Linked DNA regions of Mus musculus: region 2 is linked to region 1. The links are chromatin contacts, called in public Hi-C maps. All regions are on one chromosome and are shown on one strand. Each heading gives the region's core, a stretch centred on a gene start, on an enhancer-like site or on the middle of the called end of the contact. The rest is flanking DNA. Distances are from core to core; before and after follow the strand shown.

The links. Hi-C and Micro-C count contacts between places; a contact is called where the count stands out from the background.
Region 2: a contact with region 1 is called in a Hi-C map of liver, with 2.4 times the contacts expected there. The contact joins the enhancer-like site here to the promoter of Olfm3 in region 1. A contact is called at or near these places in 1 of 484 Hi-C or Micro-C datasets (liver) and 1 of 115 datasets of contacts at active chromatin or transcription factors (extraembryonic endoderm stem cells).

Annotation. Positions count from the first base shown.
Region 1 is chr3:115,077,556-115,084,222 of GRCm38.p6, forward strand. It overlaps Olfm3 (olfactomedin 3), which reads left to right and starts at 3,410. Exons shown (of 6, transcript NM_153157.3): 1 at 3,410-3,630. The coding sequence starts at 3,502.
Region 2 is chr3:115,631,022-115,637,707 of GRCm38.p6, forward strand. It overlaps Gm40124 (a long non-coding RNA gene), which reads right to left. Exons shown (of 3, transcript XR_867569.1): 3 at 5,672-6,686. Among named protein-coding and RNA genes, the nearest start is that of Gm40124, 7.4 kb to the right of the region's middle. Within about 2 kb of position 4,675, at least 5 of the 459 cell types and tissues checked have an H3K27ac peak or open chromatin away from gene starts, as enhancers often do. A contact at or near this core is called in liver, where this site is marked.

The sequences.
Region 1 (6,667 bases), core at 2,160-4,659:
TAAACTTTTACCTAACAAATTAAAGAAAAAACTTTCACTGATAAAGCATGCCAGCGTTACACAATATTGGCTATAAATCTTTTCACTTGATATGTAACTGCTTATTAATTATTTATTACATAGTTCTCTCATTAAATTTTCTCTGAAAAATAACAAGACAGTATACCATATAAAACTAATGAATAAACATATTAATCAGTATGTTTCAGCATCCTATGTGCCATAATTCATGGTTCTAGATTTTATAGTTATTGACTCACTATAAGATTATAAAAATAAAAGATAAATTTGTAGTCCAGTTGTATCTTCTGTAAGACTATTGGATCAGAAATTATGCTTACTATTTACCCGAGATAGTGGATATTTTGTTTGTTAACATTTAACAAAGTACATAAGTAATAAATTGAGTGATTATCTTTAATTAAACTATAAATAAAACCCTTAGTGCTTTTAAGGCTCTGATTCATTAACTTTTTTTATCTATGCAATCTTCAAATAATATCTTGATAACTAATTCTGTTCCTGAATTTCAGGTGTGAACCGTAAGGTAGCTCTATACCACCACAGGTGACTAACAATGGGTGTGGGAAAATAATTCAGTCTTGTACTTATAGCTGTAATCCTGGCTCTGTCTCTCATCCTGACGAATCATGTCCATGTCCACATTCCAACCACATTCAAACTCCTGTGGTCACTTCCCTCACATCCTCTATCTATTGCATCCCTACGAGATGCTACAACTCCAGAAAGTCTTAATGGACTCAGCCCTATCAATGTCACTGATAGTTTCTTCTGACAGAATTTCCTTACCTCTTACCTAAACTTTGGGAATATAAAACTCTAAGTATTAGAATATAAAACTCTCAAGTCTTTTCTTGTCTCCTATGCTGATTGCTCTCTCGGTAGCCTGCACGTCTATCCTGAATCCTAAAACTGTGGGTGAAACGTCACCACATGAAACTAATGGTATCACAGCTTTGCATTAAACCAAACTGCTACCAAGATAAAGTTTAGACATACTTGGGTGTTCCTAAAGTCTGGGATCTGGCCACAGTTAGTGTTTCCACGTACAATTCTAACTACTTATTCCATTACCACTCACATTGTGTTGTGGTAATTCTTAAAAACACAGGTTGCCACAATAGTCAAATGCTCAGGAGCAATGCACATGCACACACAATCCCAGCCTCCATCTGGAAAGTAGAACTCAACTTTTAAAATGCAAATAACTTTAATAGGTTATGAGAGTACTATAAACCATTTAGGTCTTTGCAAATTGAAGTTATTTTTATTTCTTACAACTAATAATCATTATAATTTGAGCTTTTCTACTTCAATGTGGCACTTAAAGCTCCTGTAATAACAACACATTTTAGCTTTTATGCTCTTCATAAACATGAGTGAATCATACACTTGGACTATTGTTCTTTCTCAGTATGCTGGATGACTTATTTGCATCTCTGAGAAATGGAAAGCAGTGCTTTCCATTTGTGCTCCTCTTCCTATTTTTCCCTTTCTTAGTAATTTGCGAATAAGAGTCCCATTCTTCTCTGCCGTTCAATCCCATATTCTTGTGAAGATGCTATTATTTTGTTGGTGATTAGTTCATTAATAAGTACAATTACCATCTGCCACATTGCTTTTTAAATTATCCCATAATTGCATGTATATTAATTTTCAATTGCGGATATTAAACTTCTCTAAAGATCCCCTCTCCCTTTATTAAAACTGGTTGAGTTCCAGGTGTATTTTCAAACATTTAGATTTCCGAAGCTCCTTTTTTATTCTTGCAGTGTAACCTTGTAACACTAATGTAAAATTCCTCATTCTTTCCCCTGGCTGCTCCTTGCTACTCTGCACATAGACTAATGCACTTAATGCTTATTGATCTCTCAAATGGCATGGTTTTTGAACAACAAAAAGAAATAATATCCTGTTTTTCTGGGCATGACTTTTAAAGCATAAAGACCAAAGGAACTTATTTGGATATATTTTAAAGAGAAGTGAATATATCTGAGATTCCAAGCTAGTAGAAGCAAGGAATATTTGAAGGCTCTTAACAAGCACCCCACTTTAAATTTCCTTGAGAATAAAGCATACCCACTGTACATCAGTATCTTCTTCAACTTTAGTAAATATTTTATTTGTCCTGATAACACTGTTAAGTATGTGTGTGTGACTGAAAAATCTTAGATACAAACAATAAAATTATCCCAAGGTATAACAATGATGCTTGTCTTTCTTGTGTCCCAATTTTTTCCACTTTGTCTTAATTCACCCACATTTCCCTTGATACATTTTGCTACATTTTTCTTATATATAAGGCTTTTATATATATATATATATATATATATATATATATATATATATATATATATATATATATCAATAAAAAGAACGACAAAAGGCAAACAAAACAGTGGCTTCTGATTTGTTTCACCGGGAACCTGAAATTTAGATGTAGATCCTTTGTCATATCTATAGAAAGAAGAAAATGACATTTCAAGTATAATCTGAAGTTTAGAACTGTTAAGAAGCCTCAGCCTGAAACCTACCCCATGAGTTTTATAGGAAAATACTAACAAATCAAGAAAGATTATGTCATCAACCAGATACACAGTTGGCAAGAAGGAATCAAGAATCAGATCCCCACCGTTCGTGCACTCATTTTTAATAGATCACACATTCTTACAGGTTGCAGTTTTCCATACCAGTGTGCAAATCTTCACAAAGTGAAAATAGAAATAACCAGGTCTGATGTAGGACTGAGAACCTCCAAAGGAGAATGGAGAACTTTCGTTTTCCAAGGCAAAACTAGAAACTAAGAATTTCTGCAACAGAAGTTTCTCTTCAAGGCCAGCTCTTCTGTCTGTTCCGTTGTAAGGTGCCTAGAGGCGACATTCACACAAGCAGTAGCTGCTAATCTTTGGCTGTGGTTTTAAAGTGATGACACCAATTTTAAACTGCTGTTTGAACAACTGATCCCCTGTTCATACTTCATGATCATCTCAGAAATTATTAACAGACTGTTTTCACGCTCTTCAGAAGGCACTCTAGACTTGCCCAGAGAAATCTGTACAAATTAAGTTTGGCATTTGGAATTTGCACTTTGGCCGCTCCTCATTTGGAGGCTTTTGACTTTGCTGTGAACGATAAAGAGAAACTGATTGTACACAAAACCCAGAAGAGGCAGACTCTGTTCCTGGCTACAGTGCTCTGGGGCTAGAAAACCTCCCCATCCCTGTCACTCCAACCTTGCACCAAACCCTAGCAAGAATATGCTGTTTGTCTAGCAAAGTGTCCTAGAAGAGAGGGAAAGCAGGGCAAGGCCCTTGCAATGAGGGTGGGGGAAGGAGGTTCCCAGATCTGCCTGGTGATTAGAGCAGGGCTTTTGGTCTCTTTTCATGCTGTAGATGTGGCTTGCTGCAGTCACGCCTCCCGCTGCCAGCCGGGCTCCGGGATCCTAATCAGTCACTATGAAAACTCATTAGCTCCACAGCAATGAGTGCTCCACTGCTGAAACTGGGCGCTGTGCTCAGTACCATGGCAATGATCTCAAACTGGATGTCCCAAACTCTCCCATCCCTGGTAGGACTGAACACCACAAGGCTGTCGGCGCCAGATACCCTAGTAAGTCACTCTGGTGGGTTTGGCCATCTTGTATTTAAAACAGTGGGTGTCGTAAATGAGAGATTGCTGCTCTCTTTATGGGTGAACTTCAAAGATAGAGTATCTGTGTGATAACTTTACTCATGGATATTTATGAACACTTTAAAGTTACACCAAAAAAAAAAAAAAAAAAAAAAGTGGGAGGGGGACTGGTGGAGAATTGTCTCTAAAAAGGAAGGTTGGTCTCATTAAATTCTTAAGAATGATGTTTTAGGTAAATTAACTTGAGCTCTGAAAGGATCTTTTTATTATGCTTTGTTTCTATTATATTTCATGCAATGCGTGCAACCTTTGTAATTTCCTACAGGATAGACTATAGCTAGGATTCTCCCTAATCTGTTTTTGTCACAGCAGGTTCTTCCTTTGGAATGCAATGCCTATGGCTGTGTGTAATTAATTCCATCAGAGAAGCCAACATCTTTTTAAAGCATAAGTGAATTATAAAACGAGCTCTTCATCCACATGAAGTTAATGAGTCTTAATTCATCCACACTCAAGTATTTCAAGAAAAATATAAATTAGTAGTTTCTCAAATGAAAATGGAAAATTTGAAATAAAAGACATATTCTAAAAAATGTTCTACTATCAAATAAACATTCACAAAGAACATAATATTTGAAGTTTTTACCTTGTAAATTACTCTAGTGGAAGATGCAAAGAAAAGAACTTCTCCATTTTAGTAGTCGTTTGCAGTTTCTATTAATAGCATATCAATCAATGTCCAGTTAACTATGTAGTCCGATTGAATTAATTACATAATTTGACAGTTTCTCACAGTTTATAGGCACCAGCAGAGAGCATGGGACGCAGATTTGACCTGCCTTCTGCACGTTACCTTCCTAAGGTCCTTAATGGTACCTTAATGACTCCTCTGTGGAGAGTTTCTTCATAGCTTGCATGGCCAGGCCTGGTAGCAGAGCTGTCAAGGAGACCTGCAGCCATGCAGACAGCATGATATCTCATTAATGCACATTTATACAACAAACAATCTGAGGTGCTTAATACTTACTGAGTCAACTTTTTCCAAGGTCCAATTACTTGGTTTTAAAAACAGTTGTAGAATTAATACTTTCAGAAAGACGATTCTTAACTAGTGATAGATTATCTGTCAAATTTTGCATATTAAGTATGGGATGTATACTCGTTTGAATAGGTATGTATACAGGCATCAATGTATGCTTTCTACTGCTATGGAATAAAGAGCACCAAATTTTCAGGAACCATCTGTTTCTCTTTCAGGACTTTAACTTTTTTTTTCAAATTCGAAGTGAAAGCTATATGGTTGATAATCAATCCAATTATGAAGCATTTCTATAGGTGTGTATACATCCCAACACAACAGTTCTTACTTTATTTGGCCCTCCTTGGCAAATAAACACAAATTTAGAAAACTGTAAAAAGTTCTGAAGGTCACATTATGGTTCCTGATCAAACATCAGTGAATGGTATTCTGATATTTTCTGAAATGAAGAAAGATTAAGTATCAAACCTTTTATTTTTCTTATTGGGTTCTTCAAAGATAACTAGAGTCTTTTACCTAATTATTCAAGATTATTGCCCATGGCTTAGAATCTTTATGATGAAGAATAATAACCGGAGCATCTTTAGAGAAACAGAAATTGTTGATGCTGCAACAATTATATCAGACCTTAGAAATGGTTTGGTCTGCGCATGTTCACACTATCATTTATTTATTCAATTGTTTACTTAATTGTAAACTTGTGTTTAAATTTTAATCTTAGATGATAAGTGAAGAATTTTTTTCAATTAAAATTTTAGAGGAAATGCAATTTGTGCAACAGGTTATAGGTGACATAACTAAGAGGAGGAAAGATGTACAGAGCATCTGCCATCTGCTTCCTTCCCACATAGTCTAACCCTTGCCCCAGGCAAAATATTCAACAGAAACCTTGAGCTCTGGGGTTTAATTTGAGTTCTGATTGAGATAATCAAATATCCACACTGTACATGTGTGACAGCTGGCTCAAACTGTGTAGCAATTAGATTTTTATAAGTAGCCATGTAGAACCAAGCCATAAAACCACAGTCTTGCCCAGTGAGCCATGTCTCCATGATATCAATTGCTAATCTGTAACCTTTATGGCTTCCAGTGTCTACTAGGTTCACCCTGCCTTGCTCAAACTGTTTCTCATGTTCCTGGACTTTCTTCTATCCCTTTCCTACAGACCTATAGCATCACCCTTTGAAATTTACATCTTCATCTTATTGTCCTCAAAGAGAAAGGAAATAGCTATGTACTTCAACTCTATACCTATTCTCAAACATTTTTTGCAATAATGTAGGAAAGAACCTCCTAAATTGTATCACACACATAATGGGTGTAGTGAGGAGGGCTTTTTTACAAAGGCTTTTTTTTTTTTTTTTTTACCTGATTCCTTTAAAATAATCCCGTATGGAATTAAGGGCTTGGGATCATTAATTCAATTTCTATGTAGCTTTCTTTCCAATTAGATAAAAGAAAGATGCTTCCTTGGTATAGTAGATACAACTAAATGTAGTGGGTCAGCTTTCCTCATCAATTTTTCCACTCCTAATTTCTAACTCCATGTTAATCAGTATAAACGAGATGATCCAGTATCTGTGAAGAAATCACACACACACACATACACACACACACACACACACACACACACACACACACACACACAGAGAGAGAGAGAGAGAGAGAGAGAGAGAGAGAGAGAGAGAGACTCAAACATGTATCAAAATAGGTTTCATGTTTGTACAGTATAGTAACAGAAAGAAAAAAATGTAGTTATGCAAGTATTATCATAGCTTTAAAAAAAAAAGTTTCATTTGACCTAAAAAACAAAGCAAGAAAGACATTTTGAAATGTTAAGAGATAACAAAATTGGTTTATGGAAGGTGCTTTGGAAATAGCAGTCTGTGATTGTTTCAAGAGCTAAGGGAGGTTTCAAAATTGCAGGACACTGTCTACCAGGGGTTAATTAAATAGAGCTCTTTACAAAGTAATAAA
Region 2 (6,686 bases), core at 3,425-5,924, 550 kb after region 1:
ATGCCCAAAGGCTACCACTCATTTAGGTAGCAGTGGTGTGTGTGTGTGCATGTGTGTGTGTGTGTGTGTGTGTGTGTGTGTGTGTGTGTGTGTGTGTGCGTGCGTGCATACATGAATGTGTGCCTGTGTACATGTGTTATACAAAGAATGTGGTGGTGGGGCCTACATGTGTGGAAGCCAAAAATCGACACTAAGGTTTTTCCTTCGTGGCTCACCACCTCGGTTTTTGAAACAGAGTCTCTCACTGAATCTGGAGCTTGGTGCTTCCACTAGACAGGCCAATGACCCTCTGTGACCTACTTGTCTCCACTCCCCACCCTGCACTGTCGTTAAAGACATTCACATCTACATTTCTACATGAGTACTGGAGATCTGAACTCAGGTCCTCATTGCTTGTGCCTCACTTTCCTCACTGAGACATCTCTCCAGGCCCCAGTTTAGCTACTTTTTGATGGCAGAGCTTCCCTTTACTATCTGAAGCAGCATCTTTTCACAGATGAAAAAAAGAAAAGCTCTTATGTTCATAGTGACTGTGGACAGACTTAGAATGCCCTGCCTTCACATTAAGGTTCTTCCAAAGATATTCAGTCCCCAAATCAGGAGTTACTGACCAGAAAGGTATGTAATTAACTGAGTAATTATTAGCCTCAGAAAGTTAATTTGTCCAATAGTTTTCTCACTTAACGGAAGGGGATATTAGACAGTGGATCTGCTAAGGAAACCACCCAGTCTGACGCGATCGCCAATGGTGCTGTGGATGGATTGCCGCACAGACATCCTTAAACTGGCGTTCATTGTACAACTGTATTCTGATGAAGAATTTAGAAAGCAATTCCTTAAAGGGCGGAATTCGTGCTTTGTGTGTTTGCTAGTTTTCCTTTTGGAAAAGCCTCATTAAGCACGAGAAGCTGAACAGCAGTTAAAAAATTAAGGGGAGGAGGCAAAACCAGCCTTCCCTGGTCCCAGAGTTCAAATGAGATTGCGCACAAACGGCCTAAGTCTCTCTGCTCTGAGCCCAGCGACTATTATCCCAGCTCCTGTGTGACTTGCATGGCAAATAAAGGAACAGAACACAGAGACAAAGAGCCATGGCTTCTGAAGACAATAAAATCGCTCTGTTGGTTCGCTTGGACAATGTAGTAGGCTGGCTACTGCTTCCCATGTTTCCCCACGCTGTGCGGTCTGTTCATCACAGAGGCAGCTTTTAATAACTGTAAACCAAAGAGAAAAAGGGAAAAAAATAGCAACGTGTGGCACCTTTGCACAAGTAGATAGGAGAGGTTGCTGCTGCTTTTAGACCTTTGTCCAAAGACCCAGACTGAGAAATGTCAGCTTAAAAAGGAACCCCAAGTTTTTGGCCATGCTTGCAAATCTGCACCCTTCAAGTGTGATGTCAAATACTTGCATGGAATTGAAAGCTAATTAAAATACAGTCCCAAATGGGGAACGACTTGGAGAAAGACAGGTTACTCAACCCAAAGCGCCCCTCTCTGAGGTCTAATGAGGCATCTGTAACCTTCGTAGATAGGGGTCATCCCATGGGGAGCAACAGGGTACAGGAGGCTAAACCCTTGGCCTGATGGGATCTGATCTCATCAGAAGAAGCCATAATCATCTGTAAGAAACGACAATTATGCTGGTGATTAAGGTTAACACTGGGAAATGAACATATCCCAAGAGGGAAACTGAGCTGCCAGGAACCACACTGATAGAGCATAAAGCCAGGTGGCTGTGCCTTTCCTCAACTGATGGCCTCGTTATGACTACTTCAAAATGTTTCCCCTCACAAATCAGTCAGTGTCATCTTTCAACAGTAGGTTCCCAGGGCCATGCAGCCCCTCGTGGGTCACAGAAAGCAGAAAGTACCTGCCTGAAAGATGGTGCACAGCTAGTTTAAATCTCTTAAACCCAGATCCTACGGCTCCCATACAAGTTTCCCTTAGCTGGTTTCCCAGGGTTTTCAACCTCCTCAGTGTGGTTTTTTCTCATGGGCACTGAGAATGAGAGTGTCTGGAGGTTATAGATACAGATCAGCAAGTCAGGATTAGAGACTTAGGCTTTGATAATAAAGCCACAGATGGTACAAGTTAAGAAGCAGGTCTGATACTAATGAAATGTATCAAATCCAAATGAAGGGTAAAAAAAACTAAAGAGTCTAGGAAAGGGTCAGAAATCCCAGAAGAGGAGGAGAGGTGAGAAAAGTACACAGAGGCCAAGACAAGGTTCATGTAGACTTGAAGCCAACAGAGCCTAGAACCAGCAGGGGTGTTGATCTGAGGCTGGGTTCTGAGACACGGTCTAAATTCATCTAGAAGTAGCTCTTTTGCTCCTGTAAGGACAAGAACAAATGGCACATAGACCAGCTGGACTTGGTTGAGAAGCATGAGACAGAAAATTGAAAAAGATCCCTGGCAAAGGCCAAGGCTGCTATAAATGCTTTATAGCCTAAGCCTCTCTCTGCTTTTCACTCTATTCTAGGTGGAAAGCCTTGGCCCCATGCTCTATGAAGGCTATGATACCTGCAGCCATCACAACACACTACAAAGAGAGGAATCAGGGTGCATGCTTCTGTATCTATGAAAATTGTCCCCAAGAAGTACCAATTAAGACTTCCATATGAGCATCATTTCACAGAATCTATTGATATGGACAGAGCCAGAGGTGCAGAACATGAAGCCTTTGGGCTGGGTTCAGCGTTCCTCTGTATAAATTGCTATTAACTAGAAGAGTAAGACAGGAATAACTAGAAATTTCTTTAGTCAATTTTTCTAATATTTGACTTCTTCAACCTGATTTCTTCTTGGAGTTCTTCTGAGAACGTGTCACTCATGGTCATGCATATGGCTACACAATGACATTTGAATTGGATGATAAGATGGCTCTGTGGGAGAAGGTTCTTGCTGACAAAGCTGATAAGCTTAGTTTGATCCCACAGACCCTCCTGGTGGTTGGGGAGAATTCACACACACACACACACACACACACACACACAAGCTGTCCTCTGATCTCCACACTCACTGTGGCATACATCCCACACACATACACGAAAATAGATGAGTGTAATAATCTTTTGCAATCTTTCCATGTGTGCACCTTCCCCTTGAGTTCTGCGTGGCAGTGCTAGGCTAGTGCATCCAATTGGAAAGAGGCAAGCAGTCTGAGGGTGTCTTACTCTTGTTGTGACAAAATACCTGGAAAAGACAACTTATGAGTTTATTTTACATCACAGTTTAAGGATTAGTTTAGTCCACCATGGCTAGAAAGTCATGCCTTAGGGACAGTAGGCAGTTGGTCACTGTACATCCATATTCAGGGAAGAGAGAGATGAACTCTGATGTTCACCTCACTTCTCATTTTTCAGTCAGGAATTCCAGGTCATGGGATGCTGCTGTCCACAATTAGAGTGAATGGATCTTCCCACCTCAACACATTCCAAATATTCCCACAGACACAGAGGTTTGTCTCCTAGGCGATCTATCAAGTTAACCATCAATACTAGTAAAGAGATCTCCAAAGTTCCAGATGAGGCCCTAAGAAGTACTGCCCCTATAGTGAGTCATCACAACACAGGGTCTGGGTCCATGTCATGGTGACAGGTGGCTTGAATCAGTCAAGACGGATACGATAGGATGCTCAAACTTGGCTTCTGTGGTTGCCTAGGAGGGTAAAGTATCAGTCGCTTTGTAAACCGTGAGACCCATCCCTGACTCTTTACTTTCTGCAAAGGCCATTCTGCAGCCTACAGAGGCAAAGGCTGAGGAGGCTGAGCTTCCTCTGAAGAGGGCCCCCGAGTACAAGAGAAACACTGTGGGAACTACAGGCTAGAAGGAAAGAAGGAGGTCTTCTGCCTAAGGGGAAGTCCTGCTAAGTTTGTAGAGACAGATAGAACTCAGGCCAGCTTCAGGAATAAGAAATGTATCTCGTGCTTGGGGAAGAACCCAGGCATAGATGTAAATATAAAAAAGATGTTCCAGGGGAACATTGGCAGTGCAGCCTGAACAGGATACATGGTAACTTCTGGAGTCTGGAGACTCAAGCTTGAAAGCTAATCCCATGTAACACTTGCATGATGACTACTGTGTATGCCAAATCATGCTCTAAATGTGTTAGGCACATTAGTTTGTTTAATCCCCACTGAGTAAAAATGACCTTGCCACAGACAATGAAATTGAAGCCCAGAAAGTGAGGCCCCACAGCCAGTTTTCACCGGAGCCAGTGCTAAGCTTTTACTCACTGTGTGAAACTTCCCTGTCCTACAGACTGGTGAAGGACAGTTGCAACTGGGCATTGGAATTTTACACCAAGGACCTAGGACACAATGATTCAATTAGAATCTAGAAGTAACTGGAGTGAGCTCACTGGCAAGTTAGAGCGCCTGAGGCCAAGGACCTTGTATTCGAGTTTTCCAACGAATCAGAAGCAAGCTCAGACACGTTCTCCTGAAGACCAGCAAGGGCATCAAGGAGACTTTGAAGGGTTTTAAGCTGAATGATGAGAAGAACACATTTGTCCTTAGATCGTTTCTCTTGAGGTGTGTGAATGTAAAAATGGCTGGTCGCAGATAGCACACAGGCTTCTGGCCGAGGTCTCCACTAGGAGCAGATACTTAGGAAAGTCAATGTGACAAAGTCCAGCTACCCCCAAAAGGGCAGCTGGGCAGCTGGAGCACTGCCAGGGAGCACAGAGAGTAAGCAGAGCAGCAATTTGCCTAGAGAGGGTGTGGGAAAACAGAGCAGCGTCCAGTACCCTGCAGCAAACTCTAATCCCAGGATAACTATGAGACAGGTAAGAAGAGGTGACCAGGAAATTCCTGAAGGACTCAGGCCCTGCAGGGAACAAAGGACTCAGTCACCCAGACAGAGAGTATAACCCAGAGGGAAGGAAGAACCCAATGCCCCCATGAGACAAAAGCACCAGAGAAAAGCTGGCTGCATGGTGACACCAACCTCCAGCCTTTAGCTCTCCACAGGGTTTTGAGGTTGAGCTGAAGACTTCGTCCCAAAGGAAGTTTTGGGGTCTTGACTGACCTGAAGGAGCAGGACATGGTGCTGAATCCTAGCACAAACTGAGTGTAAGTCCCCGAAACTCCACACTCACGTGTGTTTATCTCAGGGTCTAAGACACTTGAAACAATAACCCAAGTAGAAGTATCTGGGTAAGACTACAGGACAGATTAGATTGTCTAAGCCCAAGGACCTTGAATTAAATTTCTGCAGAGTATCAGAAGCATGCTGAGAGAGGTTCTTACGAAGGATCTGCTCGCAGCATTACAGAGGCCAAGGAGACTCACAGTAAGGTGGAACTAGGGAAGATCGTGGTCTGGTTTCAACCCAAGGGATAGGCCCAAGGTCAGAAGTTTCAGTATCAAAGGACAAGAAAACTTGGATATGACAGCCAAGCATAGAGCAGACACACTCCCTACGGTCTTTTGTTGTATCTAAACCCTGACAGGATTAAACAATGCCTACCTCTATTGGAAGGGAAGCTTTCTCTTACGATCTGAATACTAGTGTCTTCTGAAAACGTCCTCCCTGGCACACCCAGAAATAATGATTCTCAGGTTTCAGGGCACACAGTCAGGTTGATGCATCATACTGGCATGCCAAGTAACCATCCCTGTGCCTCTCTGTCACAGGGAGCAGTTTCTTCTGGCTTTCCTGGTCAGGATCAGAAAACCACTGCAAGGCATGCCTTCCTCCATTCAACAAGAACATGGAGACACCTGACATCTAGATGTTAGGCAGGGAAAAGAAGTTCAGAGTGGAATGTGTGTCCTATCGGGATTATGACAGACGGTGTGGCACAAGCTTGTAAGAGCAGCACAGTCAAACCATCCCGCGTTAGAGAAAACAGCACGGTCTACTCATTACAAAGAGGACATTCAGTGACTGAGAGATTAGTGAGGGGCAGATCTCTGACAAGCAGCAAAAAGCTAAAGCCACTGATAAAGCAGAAGGATCTCGAGCTTTGGGCGGGCATTTTCATCAAGTATTTCTTAGCCTGCTTCTACTGTAACGATACAGTTGGGATCGCATCACAGAACGTGCAAGCCAACAGGCACTGCCTGAAGGTAAAAGAGTGGGAAGAGATTTATTACTTACAACAAGTAAGGAGCACTGTGGTTCTTTACTGACTTCAAATTTTATTAGAGAGACTATGCGCATTCCTAGAGGAAAGCCCATGTCGGGGTAAGCACCATCTTTGTGTGAGTCTGAAAGGCCTGCTCATGAACTCATGATTTTAACACGGCTGCTGCGGCTGGAGGCACGGCTTTGACAGTCTGTGGAGCTTTAAAGACATAGAGCCTGGCTCGAGAAGTTGATCACTGGGGAGAGGCCTCGAAGGTTAATAGCCTAGCCCCCAGGTCTGTGCACTGTCTACTTCTCAATCCACCGTCATGTGAAGAGGGCTACCTCGAACTCCTCCATGCCTTCTGTGCTGTGGGAGAATAAGCCGCTCTGAAGATGTGAGTAAATTAAGGTTCATGTCTGGAAGGACAAACAGCAGACAGGAGGGCTTCTCCAAAGAGAATTTACTGTGATGATTCTCTCCAGACCCTGGCTGGTTCCTCATGAAGTTTTTCATTCCTGTCTTCCTTCTTTTCTTCTTTCCTTCTTTCCTTCCTCCCCTCCTTCCTTCCTTCTTCTCTTCCGTTCTTTCTTTTCCTTCCTTTGACAGTGTCTTTG